Linked DNA regions of Mus musculus: all the other regions are linked to region 2. Evidence: chromatin contacts called from public HiChIP or PLAC-seq and promoter capture Hi-C data. All regions are on one chromosome and are shown on one strand. The core of a region is the stretch at or near the end of the contact, and the rest is flanking DNA. Distances in the headings are between cores, read along the strand shown.

Evidence for each region. Promoter capture Hi-C pulls out the DNA fragments that hold promoters and counts their contacts. HiChIP or PLAC-seq counts read pairs in DNA pulled down with a chosen protein or histone mark.
Region 1: a contact with region 2 is called in a promoter capture Hi-C map of the HPC-7 cell line, with 3 times the contacts expected there. The contact joins the enhancer-like site here to the promoter of Fam171a1 in region 2. A contact is called at or near these places in 2 of 39 promoter capture datasets (the HPC-7 cell line and embryonic stem cells) and 1 of 484 Hi-C or Micro-C datasets (B cells).
Region 3: a contact with region 2 is called in an HNF4G HiChIP or PLAC-seq map of pancreatic cancer cells. The contact joins the enhancer-like site here to the promoter of Fam171a1 in region 2. A contact is called at or near these places in 3 of 39 promoter capture datasets (the 3T3-L1 cell line, liver and pre-B cells), 1 of 484 Hi-C or Micro-C datasets (pre-B cells) and 1 of 115 datasets of contacts at active chromatin or transcription factors (pancreatic cancer cells).

Annotation. Positions count from the first base shown.
Region 1 is chr2:4,498,583-4,501,316 of GRCm38.p6, forward strand. The region is part of intron 5 of Frmd4a (FERM domain containing 4A); the gene reads left to right. All of the region lies in intron 3 of Gm39751 (a long non-coding RNA gene), which reads right to left. Among named protein-coding and RNA genes, the nearest start is that of Gm39751, 14 kb to the right of the region's middle. Within about 2 kb of position 1,264, at least 34 of the 459 cell types and tissues checked have an H3K27ac peak or open chromatin away from gene starts, as enhancers often do. A contact at or near this core is called in the HPC-7 cell line, where this site is marked.
Region 2 is chr2:3,116,873-3,119,886 of GRCm38.p6, forward strand. It overlaps Fam171a1 (family with sequence similarity 171, member A1), which reads left to right and starts at 1,510. Exons shown (of 8, transcript NM_001081161.2): 1 at 1,510-1,780. The coding sequence starts at 1,684.
Region 3 is chr2:4,478,952-4,481,670 of GRCm38.p6, forward strand. All of the region lies in intron 3 of Frmd4a (FERM domain containing 4A), which reads left to right. The region is part of intron 3 of Gm39751 (a long non-coding RNA gene); the gene reads right to left. Among named protein-coding and RNA genes, the nearest start is that of Gm39751, 33 kb to the right of the region's middle. Within about 2 kb of position 1,425, at least 57 of the 459 cell types and tissues checked have an H3K27ac peak or open chromatin away from gene starts, as enhancers often do. A contact at or near this core is called in pancreatic cancer cells, where this site is marked.

The sequences.
Region 1 (2,734 bases), core at 14-2,513, 1.4 Mb after region 2:
TTGACAATTAAAGCTATCCATCATACATTCATCCTATGAAACTCACATGAAGCACAGGCTTGGACTTTTATGTGAGAGGCCTGGATCCTCACAGCTCTCCCATGAGGAAGATGAGGCACAGGGAGACTTCCATATCTAACGGGCAGAAAGTTACTCATTTGGTTCAGGGGAGCCCAACTGCAATCGCCAGGTCACTCTCTTTGCAGAGTATACCCAGAGAACTTCAAATGTGAGCATGTCTCTGGTAAAGTGGGCACTAAATACTATTGGAAAATTCCAAGGAGAACTCATGGCTTATGAGTTTCCTATTTCAGTAGATCCCGTTTTGAAGCACTGTAGTGGCTCACCAAACTTCAAAGCAGGTGGGCTGAGATGGGGAGCAACTGCCGCTTTCTCTTGGGGAAGTTCTTTGCTGGATTGCATGGGATAATTCCACCATTCAGAATGGTGGAGGGCCTGGTAGACATCAGGTTCCCCTCTGCAGAAAGACTTCACTTGGTGGTAACTGATGAACCAGGACATAGACTGGGCTCAAACCCAGAGCACACAGACAACAGTCCTTTAAGTCTTGCTGACTGGTGGGAAAAGACATTAATTGTAGATCCAGGTTTTAAATTCCTTCCTTCCACTAATCCTTAATTTTCTTATTATACAGTGGAAAGCATGATAGTATCCAGATACCTTACAAACTATAGGAGCACCTGGTGGGTTTGTTGGTTTTATTGAATGGGTAAGCCCTGATTGAGAGAGAGAGAGAGAGAGAGAGAGAGAGAGAGAGAGAGAGAGAGAGAGAAATAAAGAACAAAACTGAGCACTGTCCACCAGGTGGCAGACTTGAGCTAAAATACATGGCTAGAAATCAGTGAGCTTTTGAAAGGGCACTCATACCACTTCCTGCTGGGTGTCCATGTATAAAGGGGAAGGAAGCTGTTTCCTGGAGTTGCTCGGTTTCTCTTGTTCATACCTGCTGAGCTTGTAGAAACCAAGAAAATTAAATTCTCAGAAGCAAATACTACAGATTTCCCAAGAGCAGGTGCAAGCAGCCTCTAAAACTGGCCTCATTTAAAGTCCAGATGGACTTTGAATGGAGCAATGGTCCTCTAAAGTTTGTGTAGACAGAATAACATCTCAGGACCACTGCTTAACCTCCGTCATCCAAATATTTTCCTTAGTAAGCACACAGATTTCACTAACAGGGTTATGTGTTCATGGTGAGCCTTCTGAAATTTTGCCAAGGAGGAGGCTGATGTTCGTAAGAACTATGAGTGACCAGACTGCAGTGCCCTATCAGCCATGTCCAACAGCGTGGGACAGAAACAGACGTCCACACGGTTGTAGATATTTAGGTTTTTCTGTGGCCGACATGAACTAAATATGAATGTTTGCCTCAGTGTCTTCAAGCTTCATTTTTCCTTTTTGACTAAACGCCGACATTGCAAGCCCATCCCACGTCTGGGAAACTCCTAAGACTTAGCACTGTGCCACACACTTAGCACTGTGCCACGCACTTAGCACTGTGCCACGCACTTGATCAAGTTACTTGGATTCCGATACCCTTTTCTTGGCTACAATTTTCTGTGCCACCCACATGTCCCAGCTGTACACTGAGACATTATCCCAGAAGGCAGGGTGATGTGCACATAAATATTGACTTCACCAGGAGTTCAGTATCGGACCACTTGCTATTTTTTTGGTGCCTGACTGACGGTGTTTTTCTTTGCACTTGCCTGCTTGCACTTTGCAGACTCCAGGTTGAGCATAGGGCCTTACCCGCTTTAGGCGAGTACTCTACCGCTAAGCTATATCTTGGGCTCTCTTTTTACTGTTTTTTTTAAAAAAAAAAACACACCAAGTTATCCAGGCTAGCCTTAAACTCACCATATAGTCCATGCTATCCTTGAACTAAAATTTTTCTGCCTTGGCCCCCTGAAGAGCTGGAATTTCAGACCTGCACCACCATACCCAACTCCTACGGTGTTTTAGAACTACGCTGTTGAAGTAAAATAAGCTATTTACCATGCCTCTTTGCAGACCTACTTCCATTTATATTTTAAAATATTAAGTTGTATTTTTGATACTGAGCAGAGCAGCTGAGAGGAGACTCCGCAGTTAAGAACACTTGTCATTCTTACAGAGGACCCAGGTTTGGTTTCCATCAACCACATAGTGGCTCACAGTTGTCTGTAACTCCTGTCTTAGGAGACCTCATGTACCTTGGTCACCAGGTACTCACATGCCATATATAGATGCATGCAGACAAAACACATATACAAAATAAAAACAAATTAGAAAACATCTTTTAAAAAATTATTTAAAGAAGTCAGGGACTGGGTTTAATCAGAACTAGGAGTGTGTAGTGACTAGTGAGAGGCCCTGTTTAATCCCCAACACAACACAAAGTGTGTGTGTGTGTGTGTGTGTGTGTGTGTGTGTGTTGTTATTATTAAAGTAATAGGAAACAGCTTAAGGGGCAACGAGAGGTCCAATGGTGGCTCAGCAGTCATAGTGCTCGTCTCCAAACCTGGAAACTGAGTTTGACCTCCCAGGACACACATGGCAGAAGCAGGGACCAACCTCCCACAGGGTGTCCTCCGACAGCCATCCCTGTTCACACGTACACAAGCACAGACACTGTCCTAAACCATGGAGGTCAAATGGCTCCTGAAGGCCCATTAGCAAAGGTGACCATCTCCTACACACCCAAGGCCTGCCCTCTAGAGTCATGTTGCTGCTG
Region 2 (3,014 bases), core at 260-2,759:
GGATGGCACGCATGCTAGAGCTCAGCTCACTTTCTCTGCTCTTTCACAGTTCAGACACTAGGGAATGGTGCCACCCACAGTGGGCAGATCTTGCTACCTCAACTAACACAATTAAAATAGTCTCCTACAGGCATGGTCATAAGCCAGTGGTTCTCAACCTTTCTAATGTTGTGACCCCTTAATACAGTTCCTCAGGTTGTGGTGACCCCTAACCATAACAATATTTTCATTGCTACTTCATAATTGTCATTTTGCTAATTATGAATCATAATGTAGAATCTCCAATGGTCTTGAGTGTTCCCTGTGAAAGGTTTGTTCAATCCTCAAAGGGGTCATGCATGACCCACAAGTTGATACCCTCTGCCATGGGTCAACCTAGTCTACTCTCCCCTCACTCCACCCCAACCCTTGATCCTTCCTTTCCAGGTGATTCTAGATTCAAGTTGGCTAATCAAACTAGCCACCCCAACCACAGCCCAGCTGTGTGCTTGGGATCAGGTTCCTTAGCTTTCTCTAGCTTCCATGTTCTCCTATGAAAATAGAATGTCTCTTTCTTTGTTGTGCTTAGACAGGGTCTCACTGTGTCTCAGCCTAACCTTGGATGTGAGAGCCTCTTGAGTACTGGAATCACAAGCATATAACACTATGCCAAACCATGTAGGTTGTGACAAAGTTTCTCTCAGATACTAGGCTTCCCATCTCCTGGGTCTACCTGTCCACTTCTTGTAAAATAGCAAGCCTGCTTGTCCATCCTGGATATCTAAACACGTTAGATATCTGGCCAGAGTGGCCGTGCTTCACTCCTGACCTGCCTTCAGTAAGAATCTTCCTAGGTAACTTTAGCTAGAGCCCTATCCCCAGTGCTTCATCTTGGTAATTTTCAACATAGGACACGCGCGCACGCACACACACTCACAGCTCCTTCGTTATAAATGGTTGTTTGTCTCTGCTGAGTCCCAAGTTGAGCAAAATCTATCTCCCCTGCTATAAAATTCCATTGTTAACCGTCCCCATTGCAATGCTCCTGCATAGTCTTTGCTGTTGTGTTTTAACATGCCATTGGATTTTTTTTCTTTAATAAATAGAGGTGGGGATGGGGAGAAATCACCCAGGGCCTCTTATCACTGAAAACCTCCTTACCCTTCCCTTCCAATGCTATACAAGGAGGTGGTGTTGGGCCTCCTGCAGCCAGCCTTAGGTATTGTTACACTTGACCTATAAGTCTGGCTGTCAAATCTACCCTGGGGGAAGTCAGAGGATAGTGGCTTGGACAGCTTCAGGATGAGAGGTCACACCCTAGACTCAAATGCTTCCTGCGGACCCTTAGGTAACCCAGCGTGACGTCGAAGGCCTCCTCTCTGCAGGAATAGCCAGGGGTTTGGAGGCGCCTGGGACTCCCGCAGAGCGGCGGCCGCCAGGTGGCACCACGGACCCAGGGCCCGTGCGCTCCCGCGGGCGTGGGGCGGGGCAGGAAGGGGTTAAGGCGCCGGCGGAGCGGCCGCGGCGGTCTGGGGAAGCCGGGCGCGGGGCTCGGAGGAGGGAGCGGCCGGCTGCGGGGCCCCGGCCAATCGGGCGGCTGGCCGGGCGCGCGGAGCCACAGCGCCATGGAGGGAGGCGCGGCGCCCGGCCGCCCGTGACCGAGCGTGGCGAGCCCGAGAGGCCCGCGGCGCCCGTGGCGCGGAGATGAGCAAGTCCGCTGCGCTGCTGCTCTGCCTGCTCGGCTGCCACGTTTGGAAGGCAGTCACCAAGACGCTGCAGGAGCCCGGCGCGGGAGCCCAAGGTCGGTGGGCGGTGGCGGGGCTGGAGGGGGACGCTTTTGTGTCGCGCCCGGGCCTGGCGCGGCCGCGGTGGCGGCTGGACCCCGGCCGCATTGTGGCGGAGGCCCAAGCAGCACGACCTGCATCGCGGTCCTGCAGTCCCCCACGTCGCGATACCCGGGGGGGCGGCTCCGCCCGGGGAACACGCTGGGCCCGCGGCGCATATGCTCCCCGGGGATCTGGGTGGCACCAGCTGCTCTGCCACCCAGGAGGCAGCCGCTGGTGACTCTTCGGCTTATATCCAAGGTGCTTTCTTTTATGCATGATTCGGACACACGGCTCCATTGCCCCCCCCCCCCCAACTCCCCCGCCGCGGGAGGGATAGACCTGGGTGGCTGGTTCTCCCCCACTCCCCCCCCCCCCCTTCCCTCTTTGGGATCCCTGGAGCTCTGGTCCTGGAGTTCCAGCGCAAGGGCTGTGCCCGGCCCTTTTGTTGTGGCGGGGAGGGGGCGGCCGCCGCCCCAGGGTGCCCCTTGCGCCCTGGCGACCCCAGGTCTGCCGCCGCAGTTTAGGAAAGTTTTGGTATCTTCTCTCCCGACCCCCTTATTCTACGTGATTCTCAGACCTTTAGGGATTTGTTGAGCAGCCACAGGGATCATCTTGAGAAGAGAGAAAACTGGAACTAGGAAACCCTAATCACTTAAAACCATTTCCATGTCTGTCTGTCGCCAGCTCCTGCCTTTTGTTTAATCTTTGGCCTCTTATAAATCTGCTTCCCATCTGTACAAGAATGGCCACCAAGAATGGCCACACGCTTTTTTTTTTTTTTTTTTTTTTTTATCTGAATCTATTTGAGAACAATCCTGGAGCTTTCTTGACATGATTTTGTCAAGACAAAGTCTAGTGCTTCTCTGTTGCCTTTTTCTGAGGAGCGACTAAAGCCAACCGATGAGCATGTGTTAATTCAGCCAGGGCATCTCCTGCCCAGGGTAAACTTGGTTAGGGAGGGGCCTTCACTGGTCTTATGTGAGCTCCTGCAGGCACTCAGACCCTTGGCAAGATTCTTGACAGAAAGGTGTGCCCTGCTAAGTTAGCCCTACACACATGAAGGAGTGCCCCATCCCAGTATCCTATCACAGGGCCCAGCCTCATCCTTCTTCCCACCCTTTGAAACTTGGGACCAGGGGAGCCTTGACTTCCACCCAATATCTTCTTGGTGTCTGTTGACAGTCTGAGTTCAGTTAATGCTATTGGAGG
Region 3 (2,719 bases), core at 175-2,674, 1.4 Mb after region 2:
CCCAGTCCTACAGAACCAAAGCTGCAGGATCTCCACGACACAGGGCAGCAGCAGGATATCTTGGGGGGAGTCCCAGTGAGGATCCAGTATTGATAATAAATAAATCTTAAATAAATATTTATATGAAAACATTTGTGGGAGAGAAGGCATGTAAATTTAAAATTTACAAATTTAAGGGGGCCATTTCTAACAGGTTGAGGATCAAGGCCTGCCAAGTTCAGATTTAGTCTTCCCTTCTCTATAGGGAATAAAACCGGGGGAGGGGGGGTGGGCGCAAAGGTCAGTTGTGTAGCTTGAGTACTTTCCTAGTGTGCTGAGGACCATGGGCTTGTGCAGCACCACAAAGAGAAACCCAAACAAACAAATAGCATAAATGAAATTTTCATTTATCCAACTGGCATCCATTTAGAGAGTCTTTCCTTATATTTTATTTCTTAAATACTTATAGTGTTAATTTAATTCCCAAATTTTAATATCTAAGTTAACAGCTAGTAGAAGACAAAGGATCCTCTCTTAAAAACCAAACACTAAATAACTTCAGCCAAAATAAGCAGTCGGCAGACCACAAGCTGAGGCAATGATTGTTATTGCAACTAACATTTGTCTCCTGTCCCCAGTTTTATGAATTGCCCCTCAGATGGTATAACTGAATATCCATATTGTTTAGGAATGTTTAGACGTTAGCCATTATTGCACACGTAGTTAGAATGTATTTCACATGCCAGTTAAGAAAATGAGGGGTTCACACAGATCGTTTCACCACATGACCCCTTGAAGTTTGTTAAGAATTTACATTCCATCTCTTCCACAAATGCTTGCACATAAGAGTTTTGCTTAAGTTTTAGAGGGATTGCATGCACTCTGGGACCACAGTCATGTTTAAGAACACAAAGGCAGTCACTTGAGGATTATTTCTTTCAGCTTCTTGTATCACATGTGTGTGCATGTGTGTATGTATCTCCTTTGAGTCAGGTCTTATTGGCCTGGAGCTAACCAGTTAGGCAAGTATGGAGAGCTAGGAATCCCCAGGGATCCAACTATTTCAGGCTCCCAAAAACAGGGCTTTCAAAAGCAGCCCATCACACCTATTTCCTCCTCTTCCTCCTCCTGCTCCTCCTCCTGCTCCTCCTCCTGCTCCTGCTCCTCCACCACCTTCTCCTTTTACTTTCTATTACTTCTTTGTGAATTTCACATCATGCATCTCAGTCCTACTCATCCCCCCCCCCCCGTGCTCCTCCATATCTGCCCTCCCCCTTGCAACCCTCCCCCAAAGAAAACAAAACAAAATCTCAACAACAAAAAAAAAAAGTGCGGAGTGTCATGGTGTGTCACCATGTGTCACACAGTATACCCTTTGTCCACACATCTTCACTTGTGACTGTTCATTGCGGTGAGTCACTGGTCTGGTTCGAGACCTCTGACTTACTTCTATGACTATCAATACTGGATCCTCGCCAGGACTCCTCTCAGGACATCCTGTTATTGCCCTGTGTCATGGATCAGCCCCTTCAGAAGTTCATAGATGGAGTAGATGTTGGGGTGGGTCAACTCAAAGCCCTGGATCTGGGCTTCGGGATAGCTGAGTTGGCCAGCCCACCAGCTCTCCTGTTCTCATACCCTCATGGATCTGGGCTTGGGGGTAGCTGAGCTGGTCAGCCCACCAGCTCTCCTGTTCTCATACCCTCATGGATCTGGGCTTGTGGGTAGCTGAGTTGGCCAGCCCACCAGCTCTCCTGTTCTCATACCCTCATGGATCTGGGCTTGGGGGTAGCTGAGCTAGCCAGCCCACCAGCTCTCCTGTTCTCACACCCTCAGGGCCAGCTCCTCTGAGGTACCCACACACCTACCTTCTTATGTGGATGTTTGTGTGGCAAGCATTTTATCGATTAAGCCATCTCCTAGTGCCTACGTTGCAATTAATTGACTTGCTTGATACAGGCCCAGGAGTCCAATTTACCTAAATAATGAATGTCTTGTTGGCAATTCACCTGTGACATACTGCCACACATGCTGGTTCATAAAGTGTGCCCTAGCCTTCCCTGTTCTATGTCCTTTCTTACACAGAGCACATGGCATTGGCTGAGGCATCCACAAAGAGTCTAGTTGAAGCCACAAGTTTATCTAGCATTTAAAAACCATCGGAGTTCAAAAGCAATTTCTTATCTTGGGAGTGAGACCCAGCAGCATTAGGTCTGGGAACATAATTTACTTAAACTGGGCTCAGGGGTTCCGCTCATTAACTCCTAGACAGCAAGACAGAGAGAGTGAGTGGCTGTAGCCTACCATGCCTGGGCTGTCATACTTGCTTCTGGGAACTTGACATTTAGTGGTCTTGACAGCCTCTGAGCCGAGCACTCCACTGTCACATACCACGGCAAACAACAGCACCTTATGTCGAGTGACCAGAAATGCGTTGGAGCGTAACTTTAGATGTGTGTAGCTCACACAGATGAGGAAGGACGGTGCTGCTCGGGAAGGCACTCAGTGTGAATGACGAGCCTGGCTCTTAGACTGGGTGAGCAGGATGGATGCCTCCAGAGGACCTCATACCCGGGGCAGGAGCATCGGCTGTGCCTGATGACAGTCACTAAATCTATAAGAAAATGGGTCTCAGAGCAGCGGGGAAAGCTCAGTGGATCAAGTGCTTGCTCAGCCAGCGTGAGAACCAAAATTGACATCCCCAGAACCCAAATGAAAGCTCTACAGGCGTGAGGACTCG